3 separate regions of the Sus scrofa genome follow, and regions 1 and 3 are each linked to region 2. A link is a contact called in public Hi-C and targeted proximity ligation data. All regions are on one chromosome and are shown on one strand. The core of a region is the stretch at or near the end of the contact, and the rest is flanking DNA. Distances in the headings are between cores, read along the strand shown.

Region 1 (3,419 bases), core at 480-2,979, 68 kb after region 2:
GAGGTGGGTATGTCAGCTTCTGTGTTTGCAGGGAGTAGATTGTTCAGGGTTTAAAATGAAATAGCCTGAGGTTCAGTGTAGGAGAGGCGGGAAGGGGTGACAGGTGGAACACTGGGGATTTTTAGAGCAGCAAAACAATTCCAAGTGACACTATAAGGGTGAATATATATCATCACACATTTGTCAAAACCCATCCAATGTATCACACAGTGAACCCTCATATAAACCACAGACTTGATTTAATAATCACACATTAGAAGTTCCTGCTGTGGCTTGGTAGGTAAGAACCTGACTAGTATTCATGAGAATGTGGGTTCAATCCCTAGCCTTGCTCAGTGGCTTACGGATCTGGCGTTGCTGCAAACTGCAGGCATAGGTCACAGATGCAGCTCAGATCTGGCATTGATGTGGCTGTGACTGGAAGCTGCAGCTCCAATTCAATCCCTAGCCTGGGAACTTCCATATGCCATGGGGGTGGCCCTAAAAACATTTTTTAAAAAAAAATCACATATTGCCATCGTTTCATCAGTTTTTTTTTTTTTTTTTTTTTTTTTTTTTTTTGTCTTTTTGCCTCTTCTAGGGCCACTTCCTGTGACATATGGAGGTTCTCAGGCTAGGGGTCTAATCGGAGCTGTAGACGCCAGCCTATGCCAGAGCCACAGCAACATGGGATCCGAGCCGCGTCTATAGCCTACACCACAGCTCATGGCAAGGCCAGATCCTTAACCCACTGAGCAAGGCCAGGGATCGAACCCACAACCTCATGATTCCTAGTCAGATTTGCTAACCACTGAGCCATGACAGGAACTCCAATTCATCAGTTGTGATTTATGTACCATACTAATGCAAGATGTTCATAACAAGGGAACCTTGGTGGGGCCAAGGGTGTATATGGGACTCAGTATTTTCCACTCAACTTTCTAGTAAACTTAAAGCTGCAAAAACAAAACAAAACAAAAAAAGCCCAACTCTACTAATTTAAAAAATATTTGTAACAAACGTATATTCGAGAAAACGCTCTCACTCTTGTTCTCTCTGCCTGTTATTAGTCTTTCTCACCAGGCCTCTTTTAACCAACAGAATGGAGAGATAAAGTAAGAGGAGACTGTGTTGTGAGCTTGGGAGAAAGGCTGTAAGAGACCACTTGGCCCCCTGTGGCTCTGGGTCCAAAGTCACTGTGTACAGTTGCCCAGGTGGTGCACTTCACAAGGGCACCACATCCAAGAAGGAAACTTGTTCTTGTAGACATTAGAGTTCTGTGTATTTATTATGCAAAATCCACGAGGTATGTTTCCTAGATTTGCTCAAGGCTGGTGGTAGCCCTGTTTAGGCTCCAAGCCTTTCCAAAGAGGTTTCCATGGGGCCAACTTTGCCTACCTACCTGGAGGCAGCTCTGGGGTTTGGGGAATGAAAATTTCCCTGTATTTACCTTTCCTCAGGACCTTGAGGTATGGCAGGTCGTGGGGAGCCTTGTGCATAGGAAGCCCAGCAAATGGACATAGATGGAAAACCTGAAGCCCTGTCACCCAGACACAGAGAAAGACAGATGGCCCAGGGCTGGCTCAACTAAAAGGTCAGGGCTCAGAAGGCACGTGTGGTGCTGAGTTGTGTGGCTTCCTGAATGGCAGAACTAATGTCACATATGAGAGCGTAAGTGGTTTCAGGATGCTGCCATGGCTGGGGGTATAAAAGGCTGAGAGCTCTCGGCTCCTCCACCCAGGCTGCCGGAAACCACTGAGTTTCCTGCCTGCCCATCTGTGTGAGGTACAAAGGGGAGGGGCGCCCACCTACTAGTCACAACCTTTTTTTTTTTTTTTTTTGCTTTTTAGGGCCACACATGTGGCATATGGAAGTTCCCAGACCCAGGGATTGAATCAGAGCGCTAAAGCTGCCAGCCTACACTATGGCCACAGCAACTCAGGGTCCAAGCTGCATCTGTAACCTACCTCAGAGCTTACGGCAACACCGGATCCTTAACCCACTGAGCGAGGCCAGGGGTTAAACCCACATTCTCCTGGAAACCTGCTGGGTTTGTTACCACTGAGTCCTGACAGGAACTCCATTGGTCACCACCTTTTACGTGGCTTATCTGCTGCTTTGAGAGCAAGGTCAGGTAGGTGCGCTGATTGCACACAGGCCAGTCCCCTCATCTGGACTTGACTCCTGGTGCGGCCTTGGGCAGGGTTGGGGGTGGGAAGGCATGGGGGTGGAGGCTGTGACAGGTCAAGGGCATGGGCACCTCTCTCCATAAACATCTCTTAGTCCCCTCACCTACTTACAGTGATGCTCTGTAGGAAAGAATTTTAGGAGGCAACAATAGCAGTAACATTCTAGGAGCAGGAAAGCAAACCAAGCAGACTTTTGAGACCAATCTCAAGTCTGAACTGGAAGAATAAATGTTTCATACCACAGACTTCTCAAAGGGAGGGAGCAGGAGCCTCAGGGAAGCCTGGACCTGGCAGGCAGGCAATGCGTGGTGAGGCAGAGAGGAGGAGCACTGTTTGAGGAGTAGTTGATGTATGTATATTTATGTTTACATATGCAAATAGAGCCAGGATGTGTAAATTACCTTGGACCGCCATGTCTGCACTTGGTAAGCTGACTGTGAGTGTCTGCTGTTAGTACATTTCCTAGGGCCCTTGAGCGCCTCTCTTATGCCATCCTGCTGGACCCTACCCATCTCTTGTCACAGCAGAAATCTGGAGTTTTGCTGAGTATCTGTAACAGAGTAATCTGGGTAACAGAGTGGGCCTCTGGATTAAGGGCCAAGAGACAGTGCAAAAGAGAAAGACGGAGGACTCACGCCACTAATTTCTAAATTCAGGGACTCCCAGCCCTTCTTGCCACTAAGCGTCTAGAACACGCTGGCAGCCTGACCTCACCTTCCAGGAAGGAGCCTGGAAGATTCTTCCCTGTGCCATCTGAGCAGCTCAAGGGGGAAAACCTGGACCACATGGAGGGAAACAGCCCAGCCAGCTCCCTCCCCTGCACTAAGATCAGGCTCTGCTACCCAGACCTGCTTGAATAACAAGAAAGTGCCACCTGAGATGGGCTTTGGGAGGCTCTGAGAAGTTAAAGGAGTTCCCTAGGTAGCCTAGGGGTTAAGGCTCTGGTGTTGTCACTGCTGTGGTGTGGGTTGGATCCCTGGCCTGGGAAATCCCGCACGCCATAGGTGTGGCCAGAAAAAAAAAAAAAAAAAGAGGGACATTAAAGAATTTGGGGGTGGGAGGAATATTATGATAAATGTGCAGACACAGGATAGGTGAGGCCTTTGAGAGAGACAGTGAGTGGGATGTCGGGCCAGGGAGCAGCGTTGGGGTCAGGGAGAAGTAGGAGATGAGGTTAGAAAGGGTGTCTGGGACCAACAGGTGTCTGACAAAGGTACCGGGGTGAGCAGGGGCAAAGCGGCTCATCTCCAA
Region 2 (3,294 bases), core at 484-2,983:
GCAGCTTGAGGAGATTTCTGTTTCTTATAGGCAGAGATCTTGGGTATACTTTGTTTGAAACAAAAGAAACTTTGGCACACTTAATTTCATTTAATCCACATAACAACGCTTGGGAAGTAGGTAGCCTTATCTCCACTTTATTTTATTTTTTAATTTAAAAATGTTTCCTTTTTGGCCACCTCACAGCATATGGACTTCCTGGGCCAGGGATCAGATCCGAGCCACAGCTTCAACCTACACCACAGCTGTGGGGCAATGCCAGATCCTTAACACACTGTGCCCGGCCAGGGATCGAACCTGCATCCTGATGCTGCAGAGACACTGCTGATTCTGTTGCACCACGGCAGGAATTCACTTATCTCCATTTTATTTTTGTAAGGCTATTTTTGTTTTTTAATTAATTAATTAATTAATTAATTAATTTTCTTTTTTAGGGCTGCACCTGTGGCATATGGAAGTTCCTAGGCTGGGGTAAAATCGGAGCTACGGATGCTGACCTACACCTCAGTCACAGCGACACAAGATCCAAGTGGCATCTGTGACCAAATGACACAGCTTGCAGCAATGCCGGATCCTTAACCCACTGAGCGAGGCCAGGGATTGAACCTGCATGCTCACAGACACTCTATCGGGTTCTTAACGGGAACTCCCCCTTACCTCCATTTTAAAGATGGAGCTGAGGAGTTCCTTAGTGGCCTAGTGGTTAAGGATTTAGCATCGTCACTGCTGTGACATACATAGCTTTGATCCCTCAACGGGGACTTCCATGCAATTATAGGTGCAGCCAAAAAAAAAAAAAAAAAAAAAAAAGATGAGGCTATTCGAGGTCCAAATAAGATTAGGACATCTTCATCAAGGGAACTGGAACTCACACACTCCAGTCGGCCTGACTCCAATATTCCAGAATTTTCTAGGACTCCATGAGCTGGCAAGGCTGGCCAAAAGTAATTTTCAAAACCAGAAGGGAACTCCACCCTTTTTTTGGTCTTTTTGCCTTTTCTTGAGCCGCTCCTGCGGCGTATGGAGGTTCCCAGGCTAGGGGTCTAATCAGACCCCTAGGGGCCGGCCTATGCCAGAGCCACAGCAACATGGGATCCGAGCCAAATCTGCAACCCACACCACAGCTCACGGCAACACCAGATCCTCAACCCACTGAGCAAGGCCAGGGATTGAAACCCACAACCTCATGGTTCCTAGTGGGATTCGTTAAACACGGAGCCACAACGGGAACACCAGGAACTCCACACTTGACCAAGGCACCCTATGAGGACTCTGGCTTCTCTGTCTCAGCTTGCCAGCTAAAGCAGCTAAAGCACGCTGGAGTTCCAGGAGGAGCCACCCAGCGCCTGAATATTTGAAAGGGACCAACCCTGGACTTGTAAAACTGTAGCCGAGTTTTTTTCAAGTACTCCCAGGAAAGCAGTGTATTTGCACACGCTGTAATTCCTCAGCTAAATGCCAAGGACTGGGTTGACTGCACACAGAAGCATCCTCACATCCCCCAATTCCAGCACCCCCAGCCCCAGAGATAGACCATGTCATTAGAGGAGGGCTGCCTGCTCACCTCCAATGTGGGAGCCTGGGATGGGGCGCTCAGCCACACTCACACTCACACCCACACCCACACCCACCCACCCACACCCACATACACACGTGTCATCCCATCCCCAGGCCCACTCCCCATCAGCATCCCCACCTCTGAGCAGGAAGGTGAGGTGAGGTAATGTCTCCACTGACCAGCAGCGGCCAGGAGACGAAAATAATCTCAGAAGCACTGTGTTTAATTTAAAGCAGACCCACCCGGCCTTAGCCAGGCTGCAATTTTACTCAGGACAACCAGTTTGTTTTTCTTGGACATTCCAGGAACTAACCGGCCACCCGTATAAAATCCCAAGGGGAATGTTAGGGGGGCCCCTTGCTGGGGTCCACGTGTTCCCTGAAGCTCAACCATTTGCTGCCTCCTCTCTCAGGCCAGGGACTCTTGCCTCTGGTGGGGTCACTTGAGGCCTCTCCCTTTGTTCCCAGTGGGTCCTTTGTCCCCAAGCACCTGACTCAGTGCCCAGAGTTCTGGGGGTAAAATGTTGTCAAATAGATAATAGTGATAACTGATCTGCTGAGCAAGAGCCCTCTCTGTGCCCTGCTGTTTGCTGGCCTTCAGGTCCTTGCCACATCCCAGCAGCCTGTGCTGAAAGTTTTATTGCTCTCTTTTCACAGATGCTCAAGCCGAGGCTAAGGGAGGTCACCTAACTTCTCCCAGGTCATCCTGCTGGGACAGGATGCTTCCCACCACCCCACCCTCAGCTCTGGGTCCAAAGCCCAGGCTCCTCTGGCTGCCCCTCTGGACTCCCCCCACCCCTCCCCACCCCTCAACTCCACTCTCCAGATCCTCTAACCTGAGGAGCTTCAGGGGCTTTACTTGACGGTGGTGCCTTGTCAGTCATATCATTGTGAAGGGAGCACCCAGGGGACACTTGGGTGACAGCTGGTGACAGGGGCTGCTGTAATCAAAGCCCTTCCTTCTAGTTCTTGGCGCCCCTACTTTGGTTTTTTTGTTTATTTTTTGCTCTTTAGCGCCTCACCCATGACATATGAAATTTCCCAGGCTAAGGGTCAAATTAGAGTTGAAGCTGCTGGTCTACACCACAGCCACAGCAACATAGGATCCTTAACCCACTGAGTGAGGCCAGGGATCAAACCTGCATCCTCAGGGTTCGTTTCTGCTGAGCCATGACTGGAACTCCTAGATTTCCTTCTAATCAACCCCAGAAGGGAAACTGCCTCTGCTGCCTCCCTGCCTTACGTCTCTTCACTCTCAGGGCAGCTCTCCAGCCTCATTACTGGGACTTCCCTGGATTTCACCTGGGGTAGGGTAGGCGGGATGGGTGGTGGGTCCTAAGGCAGGTAAGACCCCGTTGATGCCCCAGGCGGGCCAGAGGGAGGGAAGCTAGTGCTGCTGGTGGGGTGGGGAGCCTGGAGCTGAGGCCTGCCAGGGGACTGGTGATAAGGGCCCTCTGAGGGGGGCTGGCTCAGGAGACAATGGGCTTAGTGTGGGAGGCCTGGGCTGTTGCTGTCCCTCTCTGCTCCCTGGAGAGGTTTCCATGGCACCCAGACCCAGCCTGGCCACAAGTGTCAATGGAGACATTGTGTGGGAGTCCTTGATTCCCAGCCTCCCTCTGTGGTAGGGAGGGGAGGGGAGCCTTCCCCTCCAGGCCTGCCAATGCCCCCTAGCTCTGTGCTGTGGCATGGTCCCCCTCTCCGACTCTGGGAGGGTAGGGGGTGGGGTGGGGTGGGGGG
Region 3 (3,192 bases), core at 495-2,994, 91 kb after region 2:
TGCCTGCCTGAGGGCAGGCTGAAGTGCAGAGGTGCACGGATGAGGGTTCAGCCCCCAACAGGAAGACAGTGGCGGTCAGGTCTCACTATGGCTCTGTTAGTGGTAGATTAACTGCAAGGTTAACCGTTCCTGCTCTAAATAAATACCTTCAAACAAGGGCTGGCTTTATGGACAAGGAGGATCTGGGAGAAATGGGCTGGTCTCCAAGGGAGAGGAAGTGAGGTGCTCAGCATTCCCCTTGCAGCTGTCACTAACCCCACGGAGCCAGGCCGCTGCTCTGCTGGTCAGCCTTGGCCAACACACTGGATTTTGATCTCCTAGTGACAGCTTTTTCACCAGTATTTTCAAAATGCTCAAGTGTCGTCACCTTAGATAATCCAGAAACATTTTTATGACAAAATCCTTTTGGGAGGCGTGAAGGGAGAATCCTTCCACCCTTTCCTTTCCAAGATTTCCCTCCTGATCTTTTTTTCTTTCTTTCTTTTTTTCTCTTTTTAGGGCCATGCCTGTGGCATGTGTATGTCTCCAAGCTAGGGGTCAAATCAGAGCTGCTGGCCTATGCCATAGCCACAGCCACAGCAACGCGGGATCTAAGCTGCATCTGTGACAGCTCACGGCATCGCTGGATACTTAACTCACTGAGCAGGACCAGGGATTGAATCAGCATCCTCATAAACACTAGTCTAGTTTTTAACCTGCTGAACTACAAGGGAACTCCTCCCCCCTGATCTTTGTTACTCAGATAACACTTTTTTTTTTTTTTTTTAGCACCCCATCCCCGCTGAGGGACAAACACAGACATCTTCAAACCCTGTTTGGAGCTGTGCAAACTGAGTGCAAGCTGTTGCAAAAAAGAGTGATAAGACTCTCAGTTCGTAGAGACATATTTGGCTCAATGTCTAGAATCTTCTTTATCAAGCAAGGACCTAACAGGCACCACAGGCACATGACTGTGATTGCTCTGTATATGTCCAGCAACCCGAAAGAAAATTCTGAAAGCAGACCAACTTCACCGACTTTACTGGAGAGTCAACAAGTCCGATGGCACAGCAATGTCACAGGCACATTCTACACACCTGGCCGTTGAAAGAAAGAACATATCCGTCCTTTCAAGTCTTTTAAATTCCTGAACTTGGGGATTCACCAATATTCACGCTTTAAAAATTGTATGCCATTTGCTCTCCAGAATCAAGGGGGATTCCAGAGGTATGGAAATGGGCGCTCCAGGCGCAGGTTCTGATCCTGGTTCTGCCACTAATTGCCCCAGTGACTCACCTTTGCTCTTTGGGTCTCAATTACCCAGCTGTGAAACTAGTAATCTCTCGCTTTTCTGTTCTGCACATCCCCAGCCGCACTCAGGTTTCCCTGCTTGTCTCCAGGGCCCTAGAACTCCAAAGCTGCTTTGCCTGGGGGTCGGTCCTGTAGAATAAAGCACGTGACTACATAAAGCCGGTTCATTCAGCGGCTCCGCAACTACGAGTCCTCCCCTCAGTAATCTTCTAGAACCAGTCTAAATACACCTCTTCTTAGTGCCTCCACAGTCTAACCGCACAGAGATCCAAAGGGCGGTGGGTACCCGGGACCCCCCATGCCGCACACAGCTCCGCGCGTGTCCGGCTGGGGGCGCCCCCTCCCCTTTACCCGGCAGGGTGGAGGGTTGCGTGTTCTGGGAGCCGGGCCGCCCCGGGAGCACTCACGCGCTCTGATTGGTCTCTGGCGTACTCGTGACTCCGGCCCCGCCCCACGCCCCTCCTCCGCATCTGAGCCAGGGAGCTGATGGTCCTGGACTGAATGGGCGCGAGCGCGGCGTCGGGGGCGGGCGGGGGCGCGGGGCCAGGGACTGGCGGCCCGCGGGCTCCCGCTCCCTAGTATGCGGACGAAAGCGTCAGGCTGCACCGAGCGGCGTCCCCTGCAGCCGCAAACCGAGGCGGCGGAGGCGGCGGCACCTGCCGGCCGAGGTACGTGGCGCAGCCCCCTCCTTGGCGTAGCGGGGCCCGCCGGCCGGGGGCGGCGGCGGCGATCTGTCCCTGTTCCAGTGCGGCTGGGCCTGGCGGCTCCGTCCCAGCCCCCATGGGCAGCGCCCAGGACCCACTTCCCCCAAACGCGTCTCGCGGGCTGAGAGCGGTGGCCTCCCGCGGAGTGGACGGGCTGGGGGCGCCGCGGCCCGCGCAAGTGTGAACACGAAGGAGGCAGAGGGGTGAACGGCCGGGCTGTGGGGTTCGGCTGCGGTGGCGCTTTTCTCCTCTGTCTTCTGCAGCGGCTTGGGGTTTAATTCATTGCTGGAAGCTTCTGAACCTGGAAAGCCAAGTTAACTCATTTCCCCAGGACAGCATTCGGGGGCCCTCTGTGGCCAGCAGCTCCGGAAACTGACCTTTGCATCCTTCGGGAGGGTGTGAGGTGTGGTGTCTGCAGGTAGAAATTCGCCAGTGACCTTGCCTGTCACCTCCCTGCGGCCAGCCCAGCGGGAGACACGTTTTGGTGACCTTTAGTTTCTCTTGAATTGGAAGCAGCTGCCTTGACGTGAGCAGCTGCCTTCACATGTGCCTCTAGTGTGTAAGTAAGGCAGGATTTTCGGGGAAGATTTTTGGAGAGCATGTCGGAGGAGCCTGCAAATAGGAAGACGTGGGGTCCTGCCTTAACTCCACACCAGGTGACCTTGGCCAACACTTATATCCCTGTGGAACACCGTCTTCAGTCTGTACCGGTAGGCTTGGCCAAGGTCCTTTTCAGGCCCCTGGTTCCGAGGTTCTGACCACAGAATGTCTTTCCCAGTGAAGAGGATCCTGCAGAATCATTGGCTGCCATGAAAGACAAATTTTATGTCCTCATGTCTCACTTCATGTCTGTGGCCTTTGCTTAATTAGATGTCATTCATTTACAAGGGAAAATGGTTTTGCCTGCTGCCCTTCATCTGGCACCTTTGGGTTGTCTGCTCATTGGGCCAACCACAGAGCTGGGTGTTGGGGTTACAGAGAGGAAGGAGACTCCTCTCCCACCTGCGGATGTTAAACCTGAGCCCTCCTCTTGGTTTATGACTGGTAATCCTCCTCTGCGGAAGGATGCATGTCCTGAAACTGGAAGAAGAATCTGGTGTCTGCTGAGTGAAGGGGCACAGATTCAAAAACTGTCAGGATGGGTTGTGGTTTCATTCGCATAATTCTGAAAGTCTGACAGTTGAGAAGAATGGTTTAC

What was found. A called contact is a pair of places that touch in the nucleus more often than the background predicts.
Region 1: a Hi-C map of liver shows a contact between it and region 2, with 4 times the contacts expected there. A contact is called at or near these places in 1 of 5 promoter capture datasets (liver) and 5 of 47 Hi-C or Micro-C datasets (blood, liver and skeletal muscle).
Region 3: a contact with region 2 is called in a targeted proximity ligation map of skeletal muscle. A contact is called at or near these places in 1 of 5 promoter capture datasets (liver), 5 of 47 Hi-C or Micro-C datasets (alveolar macrophages, blood, embryonic fibroblasts and 2 more) and 1 of 2 datasets of targeted methods (skeletal muscle).

The regions. Positions count from the first base shown.
Region 1 is chr3:58,838,497-58,841,915 of Sscrofa11.1, forward strand. No RefSeq gene overlaps it. Among named protein-coding and RNA genes, the nearest start is that of ST3GAL5, 23 kb to the right of the region's middle.
Region 2 is chr3:58,770,403-58,773,696 of Sscrofa11.1, forward strand. No RefSeq gene overlaps it. Among named protein-coding and RNA genes, the nearest start is that of ST3GAL5, 91 kb to the right of the region's middle.
Region 3 is chr3:58,861,240-58,864,431 of Sscrofa11.1, forward strand. It overlaps ST3GAL5 (lactosylceramide alpha-2,3-sialyltransferase), which reads left to right and starts at 1,745. Exons shown (of 7, transcript XM_021087293.1): 1 at 1,745-1,958. The coding sequence starts at 1,871.